Linked DNA regions of Rattus norvegicus: region 2 is linked to region 1. A link is a contact called in public Hi-C data. All regions are on one chromosome and are shown on one strand. Each heading gives the region's core, a stretch centred on a gene start, on an enhancer-like site or on the middle of the called end of the contact. The rest is flanking DNA. Distances are from core to core; before and after follow the strand shown. Region 1 holds the start of Dusp12 (dual specificity phosphatase 12). Region 2 holds the start of Cfap126 (cilia and flagella associated protein 126).

The links. Hi-C and Micro-C count contacts between places; a contact is called where the count stands out from the background.
Region 2: a Hi-C map of the A7r5 cell line shows a contact between it and region 1, with 7 times the contacts expected there. The contact joins the promoter of Cfap126 here to the promoter of Dusp12 in region 1. A contact is called at or near these places in 8 of 12 Hi-C or Micro-C datasets (the A7r5 cell line, the Rat2 cell line, Schwann cells and 4 more).

What each region holds. Positions count from the first base shown.
Region 1 is chr13:85,658,826-85,666,608 of GRCr8, reverse strand. It overlaps Dusp12 (dual specificity phosphatase 12), which reads left to right and starts at 2,602. Exons shown (of 6, transcript NM_022248.2): 1 at 2,602-2,960; 2 at 5,211-5,324; 3 at 5,672-5,790; 4 at 6,130-6,226; 5 at 6,493-6,679. The coding sequence starts at 2,620.
Region 2 is chr13:86,055,133-86,062,915 of GRCr8, reverse strand. It overlaps Cfap126 (cilia and flagella associated protein 126), which reads right to left and starts at 3,774. Exons shown (of 6, transcript NM_001109075.1): 1 at 3,579-3,774. Trnav-cac3 (transfer RNA valine (anticodon CAC) 3) reads right to left here and starts at 6,673; the gene lies at 6,601-6,673.

The DNA.
Region 1 (7,783 bases), core at 1,353-3,852:
TTCGAATGCATGTCATATGCTTGCTAGCCAATGGATTCAAAGGTCAATATGCTTAGCCAATAAATTTAAACTATAACCTTGCTGATGTAACCTGTGAAAGATCCCCGAAGCAGGGAGACCCTCACTCAAGTCTCGGTATGATGCGACCCCCCAAGAACTCACGTAAGACTGTTCTTGCTGTAAAAACACGAGATTTATTGATAGGAACCAGTGCACTAGGGTCGAGACTTGTATCCTACACAGAGACAGAGGAGTTTGACCCAGAGTGGCTGGGAGAAGAGGTATTTAAAGGAAGAAACCACAACCCAAGGGGGTAGGGAGGGCGTCATTGAAAAATGTTGAGAATGCAGTGAAAAATCACAAGGAGAAGCTTCCTGTTTCTCAAGATTTTTTAACTTTATGGTCCGCCAGTTCCTGGGAGAAGCTTCCTGTTTCTCAAGATTGTTCTTTTTTTTTTTTTTTTTTCTTTTCTTTTTTTTCGGAGCTGGGGACCGAACCCAGGGCCTTGCGCTTCCTAGGCAAGCGCTCTACCGCTGAGCTAAATCCCCAACCCGAGTTCTTTAAGATTTTAATTTAACTTTATGGTCAGCTAGTTCCTGTGAGAGAGTTGCTGAACCGGCTGGTGTAATTGCAGTTCCAAGGCCTGACCAGTTTCTTTCTTCTGCTCTAAACTTTCGTCTAGTGGGGCAACCTTAAAACTACTTTTCACTTGTACCCCTAAAAAGTATGAAAACTGCTTGTTATAGCCATTCGGGGTCACCTTCTAGTCACTGGCCATGAGGGGCTGATTGAAGGTCGACCCCAACACGACAAAAAAATAAACCTCTTGTGTTTGCATCTAACTCTGTTCTCCTGTCTCACTTGAGGGGAAGTGAAGACTCACTTTGAGCCTTACAATATAAAGGCAAACATTTAATTGGGGGCTGGCTTACAGTTTCAGAGGTTCAGTCCGTTATCATGTTGGAAGCACGGCAGCTTCCAGGCAGACGTGCTGGAGGAACCTAGAGGAGCAGCAGCTATTCTTCACAGGCATCCTGAAGGAGCGACTCTTCTGCATGGGCAGAGCTTGAACACTAGGGGCTCTCAAAGCCCACCTCCACAGTGACGCACTTCCTCCAACAAGGCCACAGCTCCTAATAGTGTCACTTCCCATGGGCTAAGCATATTCAAACCAGTACAGCGATCTAGGATCATGGTTCTTGGTACCCAAGCAAAGTTCAGTATGGGTTCTATCTCGTGTAGTGGGTTTTAAATCAGATCAGATACTGGCTGGTTCCTGCCACCATTGCACTAGCGTATCTTGCAGGCAGGACACCATTGTAGATCAAAGGGTTTGAGGCTGGGCTGGTGTTCAGATTTCTCCTTTGGTAGCGTGTGGAGTACCTTCCTGCACCAAAGACACTCGTATATGTGGGTGAAGGCTCTCTGAAGGAAGAAGTTCAGCTTCTCCATGTCTAGTGAGTTATGTAGGTGTTGTCTTCAGGATTGGGGTCTTGCCATCAGTTGGTGGAGAGCAGCCTAAGGTCTTGGCAACAGTTTGAGTGGGTTTGGGGTGGGGGTGAGGGTGGGTTCCATGAGACTCCATTGACCAACAACTCAATTAGATGTCGACCAATCCTGACACTGGAAGCTTCATTTGGTGACAAGAGATGTCCAGTTGGAGAGTCTGTCTCCCCCATTATTTGGACATTTCATTTAGATTGCCTTCATATATGTTTATTTTAGGAAGCTCTACCATATTAGGTTTTCATGCCCCCCCCCTTAATTTTAGCTGTCTGTCCCTGCTTTTCTCTTCCCTTTCCCATTGGATCCTTCTGTTCTAGCCGCCCCTCAATCCAGCATAACTATCTATTATTCTATTTACCTTTCCTAGGGAGATCTATCTTTCCTCCCTGGTCTGTACTTAAGCTCTGTACTTAAGCTCTGAGGTTCTATATATTGCAGCTTGGTTATCATTGACCTAACAGCTAATATCCACATATAAACTTATACATACCAGATTTGTCTTTCTGGGTCCTCACTCAGAGTGATTTTTTTCCCCCTAGCTTTATCCATTTACCTGTGAATTTCTTCTTCTTCTTCTTCTTCTTCTTCTTCTTCTTCTTCTTCTTCTTCTTCTTCTTCTTCTTCTTCTTCTTCTTCTTCTTTTTTTTAATGGTTGAGTAACACCTTATGGTGTAAAACGCACCACATTTTCTTTATCCAATCTTCTGTTGTGACACATCTAGGTTTCCGATTTCTGATTAGGAAGCATCAATGGACAACATGGTTGGGCAAGTGTCTATCTTGAGGTAGATTCCCATCCTCCTGAGGAACTTCCGAGCTGATTTCCATAGTGACTGTACAAGTTTGCGAACCCACCAGTAATGGATGAATGGAGACTTCATTTTCTGCCTTGGACTTTAGAGGCTTGGGTGGAAAGGCTGCTCTAAAAGGAGCTTACTTAGCACACAGTCCCAGCAAGCCTCACATCACCTTCCCCAGAATCAGTCATTTTCCCTATTGCCGTGGTCCTCCCATGGCGCTACCGAGCGGCTGGAGTTAGTCCGACACCGGAGCTGGTTACTCTAGCCGGTGACTTGGTGGCGGGCAGAGGCTGCTTGGCTTCCTGGCGCCGCCATGTTGGAAGTACAGAGCTCTAACCATGGCTGCGAGCGTCAGGCTCCGACTACCAGCCCCGCCAGCTCGGCAGGGCACGCGGTGGAAGTGCGGCCCGGGCTGTATCTGGGTGGGGCGGCGGCAGTGGCTGGACCGGACTACCTGAGGGAGGCGGGCATCACCGCCGTGCTGACGGTGGACTCGGAACCGGCTTTCCCGGCCGGGGCTGGTTTCGAAGGTCTCCAGAGCCTCTTCGTGCCCGCGCTGGACAAACCCGAGACCGACCTGCTCAGTCACTTGGATCGGTGCGTGGCTTTCATCGGCCAGGCTCGCTCCGAAGGCCGTGCGGTGTTGGTGCACTGGTGAGTGCCCCAGGCTGGGGGGCGGTGCCTTACCCCGTGTCTAGCCTCTCTGCTGAGGCGCCCAGAAGTGGAGGGCGGTGCTGTCATAGCCCAAACCCTCTTTCCTCATCTTCCCTTGGGGTTTGTGGCTCAAGGGAGAGTTCGTAAACCCGCCCTTGGTTAAGGTTTTGTTTGATTTCATTTTCCAGCAACCATTGTCTGTGCATCCATCCTTCCATCCGTCCATCGGTCTATCTGCCTATCTGTGTTTTTGGAGTTTGGGGTTCACCAGATTAGTTCATTAATCACTAACCATTACAATTATTTCATCAAGTTTAGCAGCTTTGTAAGAGAAGTCAGAATCATTCTGGTGAATGGAGTACAGGGGTGAAAGTACGTGATACTTTTCTTCCTCGTCCTAAAGCTCACTAAACAAGAGAAAAACATGGGGCTTTTTGTTTTTTGAGGCAAGGTCTAACTGTACAGATCTGGCAGGCCCGGAACTCGCTATATCGAGCAGGTTGGCTTCAAAAAGCACAGATATCCTCCTGCCTCTGCGTCCACAGTGCTGCACACCTTTAGTGAGCCACCATGCTCGGGCAGTTTTAATCAAAGATTTACGTGACTCGCAGGTTTAGAGAAGCATGCACGGACCAAAGGAAAACCGTTCGTTCACATTCTGGGACTAATTAAGACTGGACAGTCGTATAGAAAAGGGATTGGACAAGAGGAGTGTGACATAATGCTATGGAAATGAGCCAGGAAACTCAGCCTGTCCTGAATTGATCGTCCTCGGGTGTATAGGCAAAGCCCTTTCTGGAATTGTGGTCTTAGGATGTATCGGACTAAATCGATCGGAGAATTAATTTGTCCTGCTTATAGCACGTTAGGCAAACATGCTGCTACTATGATGACACAGCCCCGATCTTAAGAAAATGCCTTTGGGGCAGGTTCTTGGAAAGGTGGAGGAAAGTTAGAGTGATGTTTCTCTCCATATTTTTGTTGTTTTGTTTTTGGGATGGAAGTTTTGCTGTGCGGTCTAGACAGTCCTTGAACTTGGGACCCTCCCGCATCCACCCCCAGTGCTGGTATTCTTTTTTTGTTTTTTGTTTTTTGTTTTTGGAGCTGGGGACCGAACCCAGGGCCTTGCGCTTCCTAGGCAAGCGCTCTACCACTGAGCTAAATCCCCAACCCCAGTGCTGGTATTCTATGCATGTGCTACTTACTGCTTTGACTTTAATTCTGGTTTTTGTGCTTAGAGTTGAAGAAGAGTGCTTCTAGCCTCTCCTTCAAGGTTCGTCAGAACATCAAGTGTCCAACACAGTCGAGTATGAGAGTCAGAGGTGCAGGGCTTCGCCCCAAGAAGCCCAGGTACCTGAAGTTGGGTCTGGGGTACAGACCTGAGTGAGGATCACTACAACCCTGTGTTCGACTATTGATTGACGCCCTGTGTGGCCAACTGTGTTCATTGCCCCTGAGTCCCACCAGAGGGCGCACGATGGCCAAACTGCTGCCTGCACCCATCTCTTCCACAAGGTGGAAGGAGCCAATGCAAATAAAGTTATTAAGTACTGGTGTGGGGGAAAAAAAGAAGGAAAATCTTAGTAGGTGTTTGGGGATCCCAGGGTAGTCCTGTTGGGGTCCGTCTGAACTGCTTCGTTGGACACTTCCTGTGTACCAGTAGTTGTAAAGATTTACACAAGGACAGAAGGTAGTGATGAGAAGTATGGAATCAGATCTGGAACAACTTGAAGTCAAGAGCCGAGGCGCCATGGCAACAGTTAAAACATTGAAGGCAGGCATTGTAGAATAGTTAATGCATCCACACTGTTCGGAATTAAGAAGGAATAAGGAAATAATCGATTCATGTTGTGCGTTGACAGTATTTAAGGGGCAGTGGGTTAATTTGAATGGAAATAGGAATGAGCTGGGTACAGGGCGCCGCACCTGGAATTCCAGCACCGAGGAGGCTGAGGCGGGAGATCGTCCTGACTCAGAAAGGAGTGAGGTGGACCGAAACGTTACCACTAACAGTCGCTGGGCTTTGTCTTTTAGTTTATTTGTTGGTTGATTGATTGAGACAGGGTTTCTCTGCGTAGCCCTGGCCATCCTGGACTCAACTCTGTAAACCAGGCTGGCCTTGAACTCACAGAGATCTGCCTGCCTCCGCCTCCCGAGTGCTGGGATTAGAGGCGTGTGCCACCGTGCCCAGCCTGGCTTGCTTTTTAACTGCTGCTATCTGCTATTTTATTTCGAAGGTCTCTTTTTCAGTCATGCAGGAGTCAGCCGCAGTGTTGCTGTAGTGACGGCTTTCATAATGAAGACCGAACAGCTTACCTTTGAAAAAGCCTATGAAAACCTCCAGACCATCAAGCCAGAGGCTAAGTGAGTCCTTTGGAGTCCCAGTCCCACGCGTGTGTTCGTGCGTGCGTGCGTGCGTGCGTGCGTGCGTGTGTTATTTTGTGTGTGTATGGTGTGTGTCTATATGCATGTATGTATACTGTGTGTGTGTCTGTGTATGGTATGTGTGTATGGTGTGTGTGCACATACATGTGCATATGTGCACACTTGTGTATGTGTGTGGTGTATGTGCATGTGTGTGGTAGGTGCATCTCTCTGCACTTCCATAGGCCAGAGGCAAACAGGGTCTTCCTTCTTGGCTGCAAGCAGTTCTCTTGTTTTCATGTCTCCTTAATCAGAGACTCTGAACTTCATACTTGCTACCATTGCAGGATGAATGAGGGGTTCGAGTGGCAACTGAAGCTCTATGAGGCGATGGGACACGAAGTCCATACCTCCAGTGCCGTTTACAAGCAGTACCGTTTGCAAAAGGTGACTGAGAAGTATCCAGGTGAGCAAACACGGGTACTGGGTTGACTGGGCTCTTCTGGGCTGTCATTTTCTTGGACACTGAATGCATTCTGTCACTTTCCAGGAAATCCTAGGAGGCAGAGACTGTCGGTTCCTTTTGTTTAGCAGAAAGTCACGTGGTTTAAAAATGGCGGGATTGAAGTCAGGCGCCCTGTTCACAGCGAGGGCTTGCTCACTCTGCTTTCCTACCTCGCTTCTCAACATGGAGATCTTTGCCTTTAGTTTCTGAGTTTAGCATGGATCACCTCAGTTCGGCATTGGGATTTTATCTGAAAATCTAGAAGGTTCATCTTGACAGTTGGATGCATTTATCTTGTAGAACTTCGGAATTTGCCTCGAGAACTCTTTGCTGTCGACCCAACTACCGTTTCACAAGGATTAAAAGATGACATCCTCTACAAATGTAGAAAGTGCAGGTAAAATATCTTGTGTCCCCTGGAAATTTTATCATCGTGGTAATTGGAAAAGCACTTGAAGCTTTATTTCTGCAAGAAGAATTTGTTTACTTGAATATTACGAAAATTTCACGTCCAAACCTGCCTCACAATTTAGTAATCGGATTGTAAGGCAACTGAAGTGAAGGCAAGTGAAGCATACTCAATGGCGTATTATTGACCTGTAAGAAGTATTATACGTTTCATCTGGGCTTTTGTTAATGCTTTTGTCTTTGGTGGTTTCACAGGCGATCTTTATTTAGACGTTCCAGCATTTTGGATCATAGTGAAGGAAGTGGGCCAGTAGCCTTTGCTCACAAGAGAACAGGACTGTCTTCCGTACTTACCACAGGGAATCAGGCTCAGTGTACATCTTACTTCATCGAACCTGTGCAGTGGATGGAGTCTGCTTTGTTGGGGGTTATGGATGGACAGGTGAGAACACGGCTTTCTACGGTTTCGTCGTATCATCTAAATTCTGTGTTAGAGCCGGGGACGTAGCTCGGTTGACAGAGTACTTCCCTAGGGTTGTGCACGAGGCCCTGGATTCCATCTCCAGCATCACGTAAGCCGGGCATCCCCAGCACTCGGGAGGTTGAGGCAGGAGGTCAGTCATTAAGGTCACCTCAGGCATGCAGTGAGTTTGAGACTATCCTGACATTCACGAGACGCTATCCCAAGACAGTACAGCAAACACATTTTTATTTACTTTTTTTTGTTTTGTTTGTATTACATTTTCTTCACTTTCTATATGGTGTGTGTACCTGTCAGGGGTGGGAGATTTGGGTAACACACGCTCACCTACTTGGAAGCCAGAGGAACTTGTGGAAGTTGATTCTCTCTGTTCACCATGAGTTTCAGGATCAAGCTCAGGTCATCAGACTTGGCCAGAGGACCTTGGCCTCCAGTGCCAGCTTACTGTCTGGACAAAAGCCAAAACAAATCAACACCATGTTTAACATTTCCTTCCTGAAGAGTCTGAGGATTATACCCTTTTAGTACATGGGTAAGGCTATCAAAAATAAATGACTTCTTTTTAAATTAAACTCAAGGTTTTATCCATGTAAGCACGCACTCTACCATGAAACCATGCCCCCAGTATTCAAGTCAAATGTTTTTAAAAATTAGCTGATTCGAATTCATTAGCCACATTTGATGGAGAACCACATCCAAGTTAGGTTTATTTCAAACTCTTATTTTATGTTTTCAAATATAAGACTAACATTTTAAGGATAATTCGATAGATCACAAAATTAAATAGGGGGATAAATCGAGGCAAAATTAGGTTTAAAATTTATTTTTCTCTTTGGCTTTATGACGCACATTTTCTATTTTTCTGGTCTTTGAACTTAATTCATTTGCTATGGGATGCTTTTCATTCTCTGTTAAAGATTGGAGCTCAGGGGGGTTGGGGATTTAGCTCAGTGGTAGAGCGCTTGCCTAGGAAGCGCAAGGCCCTGGGTTTGGTCCCCAGCTCCGAAAAAAAGAACCAAAAAAAAAAAAAAAGATTGGAGCTCAGAATCATATCCTGAAGCCCTC
Region 2 (7,783 bases), core at 2,525-5,024, 400 kb before region 1:
CTAAATTTAAAACCACCTAGGAGACACACTTCTAGGAGTGTGTGAAGAAGGTACTGTCAGATTTAACTAAGAAGAGAAGACCTTCCATGAATGTGGATCACATGGACTGGAGGTCTATCCTGAATACAGTGGAGAACGCTGATAGAGTACCAGTGTTCTTTTCCACTTCCAGACTGCAGATTCACTGTGACCGGCTGCTGCATACTCCCTCAGCACGGTGGACTGTACTCTTGAACTGTGAGCCAAGATAAAGTCATCATTCCATAAGTTGTGTCTGTCCGGTACAGTGATGAGAAAAGTAACTAAGACACAAGCCTGCTGGTATCTTGTACTATTTCAGGATATTGACAGCAAGGAGCCCATATAACTTTAAAAAATAAATATAAAACCAACCTGGTCCTCGTATTGAGTTCCAGGACACCCAGGACTATAGAGAGAGAGACCCTTAAAAACTAACCTAAATAAATGAACAAACAAAGAATGACATTTAAAGAACCCCAAAGGTGGGAGGTGGAAGTGAGGGCCCATCATGTTCTTGGCTAAGTACCGGGCTAGGTAGCAACACCCTGTTTGAGAAAAGTGTAGAGGTAATATAGTAGGGATAACTTGTCTCTACCCCAAATCAAAATCACTTGGAGACTCCAGATAGCTCAAGGATAGTTGGAATCATCTGGAGCTGTTCATTCCGTGACTAGAAATTACACTGGTTGTAATGTAGACTACTCTGGTAAATTGTCACATATTGTTTGAGATCACTAGGAACTGGTCCTGGTCCTGGTCCCCTATTTCAGACCCCAGCCTGCTTGTCAAAGTGTCCTCCCTCCAAGACCCCTTATCTGTGAATGGGCTGCCCCACTCCTACTGTGACTGGCGGGTTGGGGGACATAGGAGGCACGTGGTGTTGGCTACTTCTTAGCTGAGGTTGCAGTCAGGAGTACACACATATGGCCTCTCAGAAGATATCATTCAGAAATGAATTTTATTTAGTTATTTTGCTATCCGGGCGTTTTATTTCCCACGTCCAGGATGGCAGGTTCAAAGTGTATCCCAAGAGAACAAGGAGGAAGATGTGTCACTTTGTCTAATGACACTTGTGTCATTTCCTCTTTAGTCAGTTTCTCCCAAGGAGGAGATAGAGACCACATTGTTCAAGTGAGTACACAGAAATAGCACAATGCAGGGCAATGACTGGAAGCTATTCAGTGACTACAGTTCCGTGTCCGGTCTTACTCTTTTGAGATGTTGGTACCCATGCTCAGGTTTGTAAGGTGTGTCCCGTCTTTTCCCTCAGCTCCTCTCTTATCTTTCCGTGTCTGTCCTTAAGTCTGTATTAAACAAGGTGCCATGTACACCTCCAATCAAAGCCGCCACTCAGGAGGTGAGGAGTAGGTGAGGCACCAGTACTTGCTGTTTCTACAGCTCCTGAACACTTCAAAAAAAAAAAAAGTTGAAGGTTAAGAGAGAGACTAGGGAAAGAATAAGACATACTTAAGTATGCTTATGGACTCCTCAAGGGAGAGCTATACATAAATATTTTAACCTGAGCCATAGTTAAAGCCACAGCCAAAGTTTTGCCTCAAAAGGTAGCTTAGGAACACACGTTTATTGAGTAGTTCTAGAGAAACCACCAGGGTCACTCAGAGGGTTTCTGGTGAGAGTCCGGGAAAACTGTCTCTTCACAGATGGGAAGGGTTGTAATCCCTTAGGTAAATGTTGCTAATTGTATTTTATAGTCTGCTACTTTGTGAATTCTTCTTCCTTCCACCCTTGTCCATCCTTTCAACCTCTATAATTATATAGGAGAGGAAAAGAATAAGAAGGAAAGGGAGCGACTTCATGGTTGGACTACTTCCTGTTCATTAATGGTGGAGTTTCTTGGGACAAGTTTGATCTTTGCCCACAGGATACCTAATTTCTTCTTGTTTCTTTGCACGCAAATACTTACACGCCTGGACCAACAGCTACCAACCAACAACTCACCCCACCACTTGGGGACCTACCATTTATACACACTCTGAAAAGTCCCCAGAATTCTAAATGTCACACAATTGCAGAAAGTATCTGCAGCTGGCAAAAACACGCTCCTGCTAGAGCATGAGACAAAGCATAGTCAGCAGCTGTGGACAGTCTGAAGCTCCATATCCCAGGCCTGGGATTAAAATGAAAACATACTCTTAACAATATTTCTGTGTTGCCTAAATAAACCAGAATTTCAAAATTCTCTCTACACTATTTACAGTTCTTTTGTTTATTTTCCTTCCTTCTTTCTTTCTTTCTTTTTTTTTTTTTTTTTTTTTTTTTTTTTTTTTTTTTTTTTGAGATAGGGTTTCTTTATGTAGTTCTGTAGATCAGGTCTTGAACTCAGAGATCCACCTGCCTCAGCCTCCTGAATGCTGTGATTGTAGTGGTACAATCCCCCCACTTCAATTCCCCCCTTCACCCACCCACCCACCCCCATAACTCTGACTGTCTTGGAATTCATTATATAGACCAGGTTGGCCTTGAACTCAGAGCTCCACCTTCCTCTGCTTCCCAAGTGCTAGGATTAAAGGTGTCCACTGGCTCTGTAGAACAGATTTTAAGTCAGTGGTTCTCAACCTTCCGAGATCAGGCGCGTTCAGGGTGGTATGGCCGTAGACGAGGGCGGCGGTTCTCAACCTTCCTAATGCTGCAACCCTTTAATACAGATCCTCATGCTGTGGTGACTCTGGGCTATCAAATTATTTACATTGCTACTTCATAACTGTGATTTTGCTACTGCTATAAATCACGATGTAAATGGATATTTGATATTCAGGATATCTGATATGCGACCCCTATGAAAGGGTTATTGGACCTCCGAAGGTGTCTTGATCTACAAGTTGAGAACCGCTGTTTTAAATGATATTCTGACGTAAAAAGGAATTTGTGGACATCGATGTAAATGGCCAGGGTTTGGACCTAGGTCCCATCACCTAATAGGATGGGGTCACATGCACGCCTATACTTTTCTTAATGTATAACATTTTGATGATGGTGGTTATCTCCTAAGGTGATTACAAGGATTTGATGGCACTACAAATTAATCTGCTACAAAGGAAATGTAAAACGAGCAATTATGATTTCAGAGTTCCCATTAGTGAATTGAAGATTCTGTAAGTTACTTAATGAAAGATAACCTTCCTAAGTTAACTGCTAAACTGTTGAGCGAGGCCAGGGATTGGGGGTGGGGATGGGGGGGATGTGCACCACAGCAATCACACAGCTCAGGAGGCCGAGGCAGGTGGATCTCTGAGTTAGAAGCCTGATCTACATGGCTACACAGAAAAACCCTGTCTCGTAACCCCCTCTCCCCTCAAAAAAGGATTAGGCTGGAGCGACGGGAACTCTGTTGGAAGGAAAGGGAAAGTATCCATTTCGCTTGTGGAGGTTTTCAGAGTCCCTTGGCCACAGCCTCTGTCGCAGAGAGGTCCTGCCCTTTCTCTGCTCTGCTCTCCTCCCGCAAGTGCGTGGCGCCCGAGAGTCACATCCGGTCCCACTGTCCAGAAATGAGCTCAGCGCGCAACCCCCCCCCCCCCCCCCCTTTTACGGTGACTCACGCCTGATTACCCGGAAAGCTCTACTGGGACCGTGGGACCCGGCGTGAAGGCGGCGGGGGGTTGGGAGGTGCACAGGGGACAAGGCCGAACAGGCTGCGTCCCGGAGAAGGAACCGGATGCTGGGGATGAGCCCAGTGGCCTGCAAATCCTCAAGTCCCGCATTTTGGTCTCAAAGTGCTGTCAAGAAACGCTTTGCAACCTAGGCCAGCCCCAAACTTGTCTGGGAAGCCACCACTACAGACAACGCCCCTCTGTTTTCGGTTGGCTCCCTTTATAACCAGTGGTTGCAACCGCTAATTTGCTTTCCTCTTGTTAGACCGGTTCATTTGCATAAACCAGCCTCAGTAAATCTTCCATCTCAAGGTGTGTGCTCCACGTTATGTGTATTAGTACACCTCTGTTAATATAAGAAAATACCGTAATAGGTACAAAACGAAGATTATTTAGGCCAAAGATCCAGTATCAGGCGCTCTCGTGTGTTAGTTCTCTGGTGAGGACTTCATGGTGATACAGGAGACATACGTGGAGAGCCAGAGATCGAGAGGGAATTCAGGGGCCAGACTTTTTTTTTTTTTTAAATAGCAACTTTATCTTGAGAAATACATACATGATGTAGCTTACTTATTATGCCCTACTTTTTTTTTGAGATTGATTTATTTAATGTATATGAGTACACTGTAGCTGTTTCAGACACACTAGAAGAGGACATCAGGTCCCATTACAGATGGTTGTGAGCCACCATGTAGTTGCTGGGATTTGAACTCAGGACCTCTGGAAGAGCAGTCAGTGCTCTTAACCGCCGAGCCATCTCTCCAGCCCCCTACTTTTATTTTTAATTTATTTTTATGTCTATGGATGTTTTGCCCGCATGTGTATGTCTGTGCACCGAACTGGGTGCCTGGTGTTAGGGAGGTCAGAAGAGGGGGTAGGATAGCTTCCCTGTGGGTGCTGAGATCCTCTGGAAGACACCAGTACTCTTAAACACTAACCTCATCAGGGCTACTTCTTAATGCTTCTAACGCAGCCACACTGAGGACCATCTTCTAGCACACAAACAATTATCCATAAACCATATCCCATCTACAGTACTGTATGAGGCAACCTATTCATGGCTTAATACATGGATAGGTTGGGAGGGGGTGTTTTGCCTAACACTATGGGTCAAGGTCAGTGTCTAACAGTTAGAGGTTAGTGTATGATTTATGGTCAAGGTCAGATCGCAGCTCTGTCCTCATCCATCCTTAGTGGAACTCAGGATAATGGTCAGACTCAACAGTACAGTGCTTACTTCTCTCTGAGTCCCAGGATGTGGTTTTCACTCTGTGCTCTGGAGTTAAGAATAGGCCATCATATACTTGGCATTAAATAAAAATTAAAACAACAACAACAACAACAACAAACTCAGGTGGCTGAGGCAGGGCCAGCATGGAGTACAGTATGAGACCCTGTGTTCTATATCGTCCTTCAGTTTTGGATGAGTGAATTCAGTAAGTATAAATTGAGCGAAGTTAAGAATTATCCAGGTAGAGTAACAGATACCTTTAATCCCAACATTGAGGAGGCAGAAGCAAGAAGATCTCTGTGAATTTGAGGCCATCCTGTCATATTCAGTAATTTCCAGGCTGGTCAGAGCTACAAAATGTGTCTTAAAAAGAAAAAAAGCACAGGATACCCTTCCAGGGGACTAGGTTCTGTCCCCAGCACACGACAGCTCCAGTGTCTTTAGCTCCAGTTTCAGAGGACCCAATGCCTTCTTCTGGCCTCTGAGCGCGTGCACTATATTGCATGTGGTACACAGACATATATGCAGGCAAAACACCATATGCTTTAAGAATAAATAAAATAAAGGGACTATGGAAGTGTTGTTGAGGCAGCCAAAGTTCCCAGTCCAAAGTTGGAGGCACGCTGTCCTCCTGGGTGAGGTTTCCAAATAAAGGAGCAAAGAGCATGCAGCAGACAGAGGCTCGGGTTGCTTGCTGAGGCAACGGTACTGGAGCTCACGGCGGAGAGTTCTGGCTTTCTTAGTCAAGGTTGGGAATCTGAACTTAGGTTTCCATGCTTAGGGAGCAAGCACTTTGTAGACTGCCATCTCTCTCTAGCCATGGAAAATATTTTCCCCATAAACATTATTAGTATTATTGTAATTTTTGAGACAGAGTTTCTCTGTGTAGCCCTGGCTGCCCCGAAACTCACTCTATAGAACTCAAGAGTTCTGCCTGCCACAGCCCCCCCCCCCCCCCAGTGTTGGGATTAAAGGTGTGAGCTACCACTGCCTGGTGGAAAATAATTTTTTTAAATAATTTTTTTAATAAAGAGAAAATATATTGTTTCGAAGCGACTTAGGATCAAGGACCTTAAGATTCCTCATGGCAAGAGACTGTGAAGTGGGAGAGAGGGAGAACGATTGTCATGTCTGAGAACTGGATGGTTGACATCTTAAAACAAATAGTAAAACCAACCACAGCCAAGACGGGTGTAAATAATAGTTTCTCTGCTGTATGAAGGGTAATGCTACCGCATTATAAAGCAAGATAAAAGATCATCACGGGGTAGGGGGTGGCGGGATAGATCTCAATACAGGTTATAAACTCTGGAGAGGAGGGACTGACGCGAGGCAATCCCTGCTGAAAAGATCAGAGCCCTTCCGGGGGCAGAAGTATGAACTGACGACTCCACGCACTGAGCAGCGGTTTCTGGCTTTCAATGTGTCCGCAGTGCCTTCTGGCAGAAGCTGAACAAAGGCAACAAAAGAAGGACAACAAAAATAACTGCGGATCTCTTGCTGCAGAAACAAAATCCATCCCAAGCGTCATTGCTCTGGGAGGACCTGTTCACCCCCGCCACTCTCCCGTCGTTTGTAACTGTGCTGTTCCATCCCTCCGTGGGACCCAAGAGGGCGTGGGATCTCACTGTAATTCGATCAGATCCTTTTGTGGATTCTAGCGGTAAAATCTTTTAGATCCTTCAATAGGATTGAAAAGAGTATAATAATAGGTACCTCCTACAAAAAGTAGGAAGTAGCTGTTTCCGCCCGGTTTCGAACCGGGGACCTTTCGCGTGTGAGGCGAACGTGATAACCACTACACTACGGAAACTAGCTGTCTACTGCGCTTATATAAACTGTACTTAAAGTGAATTGTTTCTTTTCTGGCTCCCATTCTTTAACTTTACTCCGTCAACTAACACCTAGAATCAAACAGGTTCCTCTCTGAAGCTGTTAAATGATACTCACGCATGGAGACTAGACAGTGCCTCCAAAGAAAACTGCCAGCAAAGTTAAGACTCAGAGGCCTCGGGAAGAGCGCCAGGCTTCCGTCAACACCAATAGGTGCAGTTTTCCAGATCCCGTGGGTCTCCAGGAATTGCTTGGCTGACGTGTCTAGGGCACCACCTGGCGCCCAGCATCTGCTGTGCGGCGCGCGCGACTGGAGAAAAACCGAGCAGTCATCAGGCAGGAGGAGACCACCGACCCAAGTGATGGCCCGGGCAGGGAGGAGGCAAGTTCAGGCCTGAAACAATGAAAAAACACTTTATGCTTGTCCTGAATCTAATGCAAATGGTGTTTTCAGGCTTTCTCGTTCAGTTTTTTGTTTGTTTTTAATGAGTTAAAATGTTTATTCGTTCATTTCCTGCAAATGAGGTACTGTTCGGTGACATCCTTGATCTTAGTACTTAACTACTGCACAGCTACATTAACTGCTTTATCTGGTTTCTCGCCGGGTCGGTTTTGCAGAGGCCTGCCTGCTCCCCTGGTTTCTCCTCATCAGCCTTAGGTCTGTTTGGTGCTTGGCACGAAGGTCTTCCTCCAACTCGACATTCACAAGCTCTTCACAACTGGGTGCATGTTCCAAGGACAGACTCGGTGCTTGTCTAGGGCTTTGGTAGTTTCGTGAATTCCAGTGCTAGGCCAAGGTGAATGAGAGAGATCTCCAGACCCTTTTGTAAGGCAGTATCAATGTCTACTATATCTCCAGGAGCAATGACTTCCCCGGCCATGGCAACTGGAGAGAAAGAGTCCTTCCTACATCTCAAAAAATAAAAACGAAGTAAAATAGCCGTAAGACGCAATGGGACACTTTTGGGTTTTTTGTTTCTGCAGCAAAACTTTTGAGACCGGCGGGCATTTGTGCTGCCCTACTTATTATAAAAGTGAAAGTCTGTGGATGAGTACATTTGATTCGGCTACGCTAAGATGGGAGGAGAAA